Linked DNA regions of Mus musculus: region 1 is linked to region 2. Evidence: chromatin contacts called from public HiChIP or PLAC-seq data. All regions are on one chromosome and are shown on one strand. Each heading gives the region's core, a stretch centred on a gene start, on an enhancer-like site or on the middle of the called end of the contact. The rest is flanking DNA. Distances are from core to core; before and after follow the strand shown. Region 1 overlaps Gm39292 (a long non-coding RNA gene). Region 2 holds the start of 1700019J19Rik (RIKEN cDNA 1700019J19 gene).

Evidence for each region. HiChIP or PLAC-seq counts read pairs in DNA pulled down with a chosen protein or histone mark.
Region 1: a RAD21 HiChIP or PLAC-seq map of pro-B cells shows a contact between it and region 2, with 2.0 times the contacts expected there. The contact joins the enhancer-like site here to the promoter of 1700019J19Rik in region 2. A contact is called at or near these places in 1 of 15 datasets of contacts at CTCF or cohesin (pro-B cells), 3 of 484 Hi-C or Micro-C datasets (granulocyte-monocyte progenitors, nephron progenitors and pre-B cells) and 1 of 115 datasets of contacts at active chromatin or transcription factors (CD8 T cells).

Annotation. Positions count from the first base shown.
Region 1 is chr9:14,144,694-14,149,344 of GRCm38.p6, reverse strand. It overlaps Gm39292 (a long non-coding RNA gene), which reads left to right. Exons shown (of 3, transcript XR_870548.1): 3 at 2,863-3,145. Among named protein-coding and RNA genes, the nearest start is that of Gm39292, 5.6 kb to the left of the region's middle. Within about 2 kb of position 2,069, at least 34 of the 459 cell types and tissues checked have an H3K27ac peak or open chromatin away from gene starts, as enhancers often do. A contact at or near this core is called in granulocyte-monocyte progenitors and pro-B cells, where this site is marked.
Region 2 is chr9:14,087,513-14,092,014 of GRCm38.p6, reverse strand. It overlaps 1700019J19Rik (RIKEN cDNA 1700019J19 gene), which reads right to left and starts at 1,938. Exons shown (of 4, transcript NR_166640.1): 1 at 1,554-1,938.

The DNA of each region.
Region 1 (4,651 bases), core at 820-3,319, 57 kb before region 2:
TGGGACACACACACACACACACACACACACACACACACAGAGAGAGAGAGAGAGAGAGAGAGAGAGAGAGAGAAGACAGAGACAGAGACAGAGCATACACACACAGAGAATAATAAATACATTTAACATAGTTAAGTATGTTGGTGTTTTACTATTGGTTTTATATCTCTAACTTATGTAAAAAAATCATTTCCCTCTAATATAATAGAGTTTCCTATATTTCTTTGTACTGTATAATTTCTTAATTAACCCTTTGTTCCATTTGGAATTATATTCTGTGAGCAGTGAATCCTAGGAGTCTGTTTCTTCTAGGTAAATCCTCAGCGAGGTCAGCAGCAGCAGTTAAGGTCTGCTTCCCTCCTGGATGGGTGTGCCTGTCTCTCCTGGATGGGTGTGCCTGTCCCTCCTGGATGGGTGTTCCCGTTGCCCTGTAATCCATTCCTATGTATACCAGGGCTTTTCTGAATGTTTTACTCTAGTCCACTCATCTGAGCCAATACCAGAATATTTTTTTGTAATGATTTTATGTGGTATCTGATAAGGCAGTAATCCTGCTCCTCCCCCCTTCCCCTTCTCTCCCCCCCTCTACTTCTCCTTTTCCCCCTCCCTTCCCCCTCCCCTTCTTCTTTCCCCTCCCCATCCCTTCCCTCTGGTCCCCTTCCTTTCTCATCCATTTCCTCTTCCTGTCCTGTCCTTCCCTTTCCCCCTTCCCCCATCTCCACTTTTCTTCCTTTCTGTTCTGACATGTTTTTCCCCATAAGAAACTCAAACTTATTTTGCGAATTTGTTAAACATTTGATTCTCATTGGGTTTGCATCCATTTTGTGAGGATGATTATGGTAAAGATAAATATATAATCCCATTAATAATGTGGTATATTAGTCACTAGTTCTGTATTATCGATAAGATCTCCTAGTTTAGTTGGCTGCTGACCATCTTTCTCTCTTGTTAAATTGGTTTGCAGCTGGTGCTGATTTGATTGGTAGTATCAATTTTATTGACACTGTGAATGGGCTGTTCGTCACGTTGACTTTTAATACTTAATTTATAGTGGCTCCATCTGTCCCATCCAAGGCTGCCATGGCTTTAGTGCCTCTCAGGGAACCCCTCCACATAGACACCTTCTCTGCCTGGCCACTCTCACTGGGACTGAAAGTCTTTTACTTTCTTCTTCTCATGCTCCTGATACCTCCTGCCAGTTAGAATGTTTCCCTGTATCCAAGGAGAAAGGCACCATCCTAGGTGTGAGCCACGTCCTCCACCGTTGGCAGTTTGCCCTCCCTAGGGACCTCCTGGACTATGTGTTTTAGGAGGTCCCTGAGAAGCAAGGGAAATGGCCTCCGCTAATTCCATGCCTTATCTTGCATTCTGGTCCCCAGTCCCTGCTTGACTCAGAATGTTCCCGAGTCACTCTTGCTCAGCCTTTGGTGGCCCTGTTCCTCCCTGGGGACCTTTGCAAAACTTCCCAGCTGCAGGAGACAGGAATCCAGAGCAGCTTCCTTTTCTCTTGGCTGTCAAGTTTTTCTCTCCTGAATGAAAGTATAACTTGCTGTCTCACATCTGTGCTTTGATTCTCCTGAGAACTTCAGGATTCCTAAGAGAACCATTAGAGCAGAAAGCAAATGTGTTTCTTTATATGAAAACTAAAAAGCTTGTGGTTGGAGTGATGGTTCAGTGGGTAAAGGGTTTGTCACGCAGGCACAAGGACCTGAGTTCTAGTACTGAGAACATAGTAAGCAGCCAGGCACTGCGGCGTACATAGATGAGCCCAGTTCTGGGGAGGGGACGTTATGAGATCCCTCGGCTTGCTGCCTCCGGTTCTGACATTCACTGCTTGGGCACTCCCAGACGTCTTGTCCTCTCTTCTGTCCAGACTTCTTTCCTTACCCCATCAGTCAGTCGGGTGTTGGAGACTGTCCACCCACCTTCCACATCCAAGAGCTGCTGAGCCTTTCCCATCACACGTCACAAGAACACAATGTGTTGAGGATTCACACACATTTCCCGAGTCAGATCTCTGGCAGTTAGTAGAAGAGGAAGTCAAAAAGAAAACCCAAGCGGCTGTGCAGCCGAGGTAGACGAACCAAAGCCAGGCCCCACGCCACATCTGCCTGTGCTGTCTCCACCATCTCTGTTCTGCTTTTGCTTTTGTGGGTGGGAGATGCTTGATGCTAAAGGACTTTGACACCAAGCCTGATGACCCAAGTTCAACCACCAGAACCCACATGGAAGAAGGAGAGCACTGATTCTTAAAGTTCTCTGACCTTCACACACGTGTCATCTTATCTCTATAAAATAAATACATAAATAAACAAATGAATAAAATTTAAGTAAATGTATAACTTTATTGATTTATAAATTGTATATAATTATATAAGATTAAAACTATATAAAATTTATAATTAAAATTAAATATGTAAATAAACAAATAAATAACATTTATATTTATTTATTTAGTGGTGTTGGCATTTGAACCTTGGACCTTGAAGATACTAGGCAAGTGCTCTACCACCAGGCAGTGTCTTTAGCCTTCATTTTGGCCTCTGGTTTTCAGAAAGGATCTTGTTGCCCAGACAGGCTTGAACTTGGAATCCTCCCTCAACCTCTTGAGTAGCTGAGATTATAGATATGCAACTTCCAGGCCTGGTTCCATGACTGTCTTAATACATCTAGAATTGACAGTTAATCTGAATTTGCAGCCCATCCTCTTACCTTAGAATTCTGAGCTGAGCCTTGTGGCATAACCTGCTGTCTTCTAGTACTTTTTTTTTCAGGTGATGAAACTGACTCCTTCTTGTTGAGATTATTAGCAAGGCTATCACTCTGCTGTTTAACTACCTCTGTTTTGCGTTTGTTTTATAGCTTGAGGTGTGGAAGCCCTGAGAGCTTACATGGAAAGGCAAGGAAAACGGACAAACAGATGTGTGCACACCTGTACTGCCAGCTCTCCACAGAGGCTCACACCTTACTGCAGCTCTTGGGAAGTTCAGGCAAGATGATTATCATGAGTTCGAGGTTAGCTTGAGCTGCATGGTGATTTCCATATCTGCCTATACATACCAATATGCTGTTGAAAACAAAAGAAGGGGCAGGATAGTGAGGCCCTCAGCATCATATTCATGTTATAAATTGAGCATTAGCACTGGTAAGAAATCCAATAAAATGAAAACCAATGAAAAAACCAAGACAATAAAAAGTTAGAGCTGACCATTTCCTTAGGCTTCAGTTTAGATTTTGAGTTGTGTTTCATTTGCAGATTTGCATATTTATCTCCTCTGTATTTGGTCTGTAAATTCATTTTGACTTCTATTTATATAAAAGCCTCATCTTAAGGAATTTATATCTATTTGCTTTTGCTCATATTTAAGTAACACCAATCATATAAATATTGGTTCCCTGGAGATATTTTCTTATGTAAGGTTTTATCGTGGATAAATCCTTACCCATACCTTCCTGGGTCTCCCACTGCCCTATGGAGCTGACACTGTTGTCCAATTTGCCGACTCAATATTAATTACTCTTGAAGGAAAAGGGCTGGGGTAGAGACTGCCCATAGGAATAGACATGAAAAGTGATGATGTCAGGCAAATCAGAGTCTAGTTCAAAACCGAGGTCTGCTTCATGGAGACATGCTCCTTTTTTGGAAAGGAGACTTACTTTATACCATCAGCAGAAACTGCTATTGTTGTGTTATCTGTCTCATTTTAGGACATAACAATTTTTAAAGCAATTCCTTCCAGAAATCTATTGCAGCAAGTCTGTTATGACAGGCAGCACCCAAGTCATGCTTAGGGTAATGGTCAGATAAAGTTTTCATCTTCAGTCACCAGAATCAGTGCAGATGGATCTTGGGAAAGCTCAGGATAGGAAGAGCAGAGAAGACATGAAGGCCAAGGAAGATAGAGGTGTGAATTCAGACCAGAGCCCGAGGAGGATTTCCACTCGGGAAGAGAAGTGGAAGGAGTAAGAGGAGGAAGAGATGGAAGAAGTTTAGGAAGGAAAGAGGAGGCGGAAGAGGAGGAGGAGATGGAAGATGAAGAGGAAGATGGACTGATTATGTTTACAGTCTTGGCAACTTGATAGCCTAGAAGTCTCACTATGGAAACGGGACACCTTGAGCAGCAGGCTTTGCTGGACTATAATACTGACTCAGTGAGGGCATGCCTGTTGCTTGTGTGGGACAGAAATTCAAGTGGAAATTTTACAGGAGTGATTTACAGAATTTCATTTTTTGAATTAAAATGTTCAAAAATGTTTATTTATTCAAATGTGTATTTGGTGTGTGTGTGTGTGTGTGTGTGTGTTGGGGCATATGTGTCTATGTGTGTCCGTGTACATAAAGAATAGTAATGCATAGTCTCTGTCCTCAAGGCTATGATTGCATATAACCCAATATTGGGGCTGGAGAGATGGCTTCAAGGACTGGGGTTTGGTTCTCAGCACTCACATCAAGTGGTACAGCCCCAAAGGACCCCGTGTCAGTTTCTAACCTCTGAGAGGCATCTTCACACACACACACACACACACACACACACACACACACACACACACACACTAAATCTTTAAAAATATTCTGTGTGAGAGGTTGGGAAGACCCAAGAAACACCTTTCTTTCATGGCTTTACATATTGAGAAGGTTAGGAAACAACAT
Region 2 (4,502 bases), core at 689-3,188:
AACTTCTTTCCTAGTCTACATCTAGTTGCCAGCAGACACTTCCCAATCCCCAGGAATCCAAATAAGGTTCTGCAACTCTCTGATCCAGGGTAAGTGGGTTCAACTGATTTTATTTTTTCTGTATAGTGCCCCTTTCTCATCTGCTAGGTGGTTGCACAGGACTCAGGACTGAAGTACAGTCATCACGGAAGCCACAGCCAGGAGGAAATGAGCCTTGGTCCATGAGGAATACACTACTCCTCCTCCTCTCCTGACAACCGTGTTGGATTACAGTCTGGACTATTGGAATTGTAGCATGATTTGTACAAACAATCCCCTCTGACGTGTTTGTTCTCTGGAGTCCCCTGGCCTGGTAATTCCTGAGTCAATTTCAGTTATCGCCATGGTGGCGGTTATTATGGACTCCTTAGAAATGACAAGTGTTGGATAGAACATTCTGTTTTCTCTCTAAGTAGAACATACTTCTAGAATCTCTGAATCCTCTGGAAATAGAAATGAATCATTTGTTCACACATTTACTCCACATACAAACATTCAATGGGCACATGCTCTGTATACAATCTTGTCAGTTGAAGAGAGATAGAGAGATAATAATAGCTCTTGGGACCTCAGGCTTCTCAGAGAGGCTGGCCTACGACTAGCAGAAGGTAGAATGAAAGTGTGCCTGAACTCTCTCCCTCTCCGTCTCTCCCTTTCACTTCCTCTGTCTCTCCCTCTCTTGCTCTCTTTCTCTCTGACATCAAAGCTGTGGCTTCTGACAGAATCTTTAAGAGGCCATTCAAACTGCTTCCACTGTACTCAGGGTAGATCTGTGGAGAAGTTTGCTGGGCTCTGGGACAAACTCCCCTCGACTTTCTCTGCTCAAGGAAAAACAGGAGGGCTCACAGGAGCTCACTGCCATGAAAAGCAAATGTGTTAAGAGGTTGTTGCCCTGTGGCCTCTAGGAGCCTTCCATCCCCTTTGTCCTCACTGCTTCTCCATGACTGTGCCTTGTCCATTCCTTCTGGAACACATTGTTACGTCCTCTTTTCCAATGGCAGGGGCTGTGCTGAGGTAGAGCTGGTTCCCTTCTACCTTGCTCCTTCCCCACCTGGAACTCAGCTCTCCTCTTTGTAGGGAATTTCGAGCACTGAATAGGCAGCAGCCCCCTCCATCCTCACAGAGAGCACCAACAGACCTGGGGTCTCACCATGGTCATCCAGAACCCATGTAAACCTTCATGAACCTTTTCAGCAGGGCTTCTAGACAGCTGGACTTGACCCAGGAGGGAAACAATCTCTAGGCATCTTTGGTAACAGCCATCACTTTCCACCCCCACAAATTTATTTTTAAATCACTCTGAGATATGCATGATGATAAGCAATGTGTGGGTGGAATGATTGCTGTTAGTCAGGTGCCTCTTCTTTCAGGAAGTGCTCTGTAAATATCTTGGGGCTGAAGTAGACCCTCCCGCTGCTGAGCCCCTCTCACCATCCATCCAAGAGAAGCTTTCTCCTTTAGGGTCTCTTTCTCCTGCATGTATAACCTGGAACTATGCGCCAGTGTGAGTTTACCTTCTCCATCTCTCCACTCCGGAGTAGGCGACTCCAGATAGGACTGTGGAGTCCTCCATGATGACAAGAGACCTGTCCTGGAAGACCTTCTGGGAAACCCAGCGGAAGAGCCGTGGACTTGTTTGTGGATAACTGGTTGGCTCAGAGGATTCCAAATCCCAACCATGAATTTTTCCTTCTGAACCTATCATTAGGTCTGATTTTGTGCCAAACCAGTTCTGAAGCAAGACAGTGTAAGCAAGCCTGTTCATTCACTGTTATTTTTAGGGCAGATCTGTTTCTCATTGACTGGGGCCCACTGGGCCCCTCCCTTGCTTTGTCACACTCAGGACAGTCAGCTTGGCAGCACACCAAAGACCATGCTTGCCCAGAGGTGCCCTCGCCTGCCTCTCCTGACTGGCGGGTACCGGCCTGAGCTAAAGCTGCCTTTGTTTTGTCACAGTGGGTTATTTTTTCTTGGGCTTGGATGGCTCAGCAAAAGTTATTGGACGCTCTGCAGGGTACAAGCGCCGAGCAGCACAGTTTATATTGGAACTGGTGTACACTGTTCTAGTATTCGTGGGCAGGGGGAAGGGTCACACACAAGTCAGTGCTGTCTGATTCTTAAGCTAGGAGCCCTTCCGCAGTAACAGTAGTGCTGATAGGAACAGATGAGCAGGGGGAGCAGATGAGCGGGGGAACCAATAAAGCATAGAACAGACACTTGCTTGTCTTCAGCAGTAGCCACCCTCAGGCATCATGGGGGTGGGGGACGAGAGACAACAAAAAGAAAGTGATATTTAAATCAGGTCAAACACAGCTACCACCTCTTCCTCCCCTCCCTCCTTGCTCCCCCAGCCTGGAATCCTCTGTCTGCTCTCATCTTCTGTGACATCAGCTGTCTCCTTTGCCACAGAGAGTGTGGAATTTGAGCTTTCATGCCTGGCTTAATTTGCTCAACCTAATGAGCTCTGCTTCCGCCCCCGCTGCCACCCATTCTTTTCCTGGCTGCATAGTATTCTGCTGCATGCACGGACCGTGCTTTTCCTATCTATCTATCAGGTAATGAGAACTGAAGCCGTTTCCATCTGTTCGTGGACACTGTGACCGATAACCCAGGAGCACAGGAGTTGATTTAATGTCCTTTATATGTTTGTTCATATTGATATTATGCAATGTTTATATTAATGAAAATACCACTTGATATTCCATTAATGTGTTCAATTTTATATTTTTTTTAGCTAAAGTTAGGAGGTCAATCTAATTTAAACTTAAAAAGAAATAGTAATAAGACAGGAGAGATGTCTCCATGGTCAAGAGCACTGAATACCCTTCTCAAGGACCTGGGTTTGATTCCCATCACCCAAATAGTGGCTCATAACCATCTGTGTATAACTCCAGTTCCTAAGGATCTAACACCCACCCCAAGCATCCATGGATGCACAAACATATGTACAGACAAAACACCCATTCAAATAAAATAATATTGGTATTAATGCGTGCGCGCATACACACACACACACACACACACACACACTGCTTCAGTGCTTCTGTGGGCCTGCTTTCCCCTCAGGGTCTCCTCTTTCATCTGTGTCCTACTTTAAGTGTCTGCAGAGCTGTCTACAACTCCTGACATTCCTTTCTCAGAATTCCCAGGGACTTCCCTCCAAGACTGTGTGTCTTCCTGTCCTCCATCCTCAAGGCTGCTGAATTCCTGGGAATGATCAAATACGCATGTACCAAGAACCTCACACAGACTATGAGGTCAGTGAAGTCAGAGGAGCAACTTCATCCTAGCCCAGCCTCAAGTACTTTCTGGGGTGGGAGGGGGTGGAGGCGGGGGAAGAGGGACTGTGGGGTGGAGTGGGGATGGGGGTCACTTACTATTGTTCTCATCTGGCTCTGAGTCTGTCTTCCTATGTGCCTCCATGTGAAGCCATCTTTTAACTCCCTTCTCCTCTTGACACTATATAGAAAGGGCATCCCCCAGGCTTGTCCCTGGGACCATGTGTGCAGATACTTAGGTAACACTTTACAAATTAAAAGACCCTTTTCTAACCCTCCTTCTATAGAAGCCTCTTTCCCAACAATCCCGTGAGCTCACACTGGAGTTCAGACAGTTTCTGGTAGTGCTAGGCCTTAACTCTAGCTTGTTTCACTCCACATTCAGGTCCTTCTGTCTCTCAGGGACAGCCAGAATGTTGCAGAATGAGGACCAGGAAGAAGCAGCTGGGTCTCTGAAGCCAGTGGTGTTCTGGTAAGAAGATCTGAGGGTGTGGATGGCAGGACTGGGAGCGATGCAAATCTGGCAGGAAATGTCTTGCTTCAAATCACCTACAGGTTTTCTTTCTCAGGCTCAGCATTTGCCTGCTTTCTTTCATTTTCTCCTCCACCAACGGTTGCTTCTGACCACAGCTGCTCCTCATAGGCGAGTGCTCATTTCCTCATTCTCTGCCCAGTGTTTCTCTGTGGGCAGTGGTACTTCTGGTCCCTCAGTTTCCCTGCCTGGTCCCAGCAGGCTCACCGGCCCTCCACAGCAGGCTGAGTTCCTGTGTCTCACTCTCAGCTGGCTGAGACCACATGCTTTCTGCTAATATGAATGTGACTGAGCTTGGAGTCCCCGTTCCAGAGACACCCTCAGAAGGCCTTCATCTTCCAGACGTTTCTCGAGCGGATGTTGGGTTTAGTGGTGACCCCACTAATTGTCTCCCAACTCTTTTATGTTCTTTCCACACATGGCCTCCAGAACGCTGTGGCCTCTGGTTTTCCCTCAGTCCCATTGGCTGATCCATCTCAGGCTTGGAAACATTCTCATCTTACTGGAGTACTGCAGGCCTTGCCCTTTATTTTCCTTTCTGCTTTAAGCATACCTACTGCTGTGGTGATTGTAGCCACACGGATGCTCTAAGCATCACCAGTATACCAACATTCCCCACAATAATGTCCCTACACTGCATTCAGGCTCCTTGC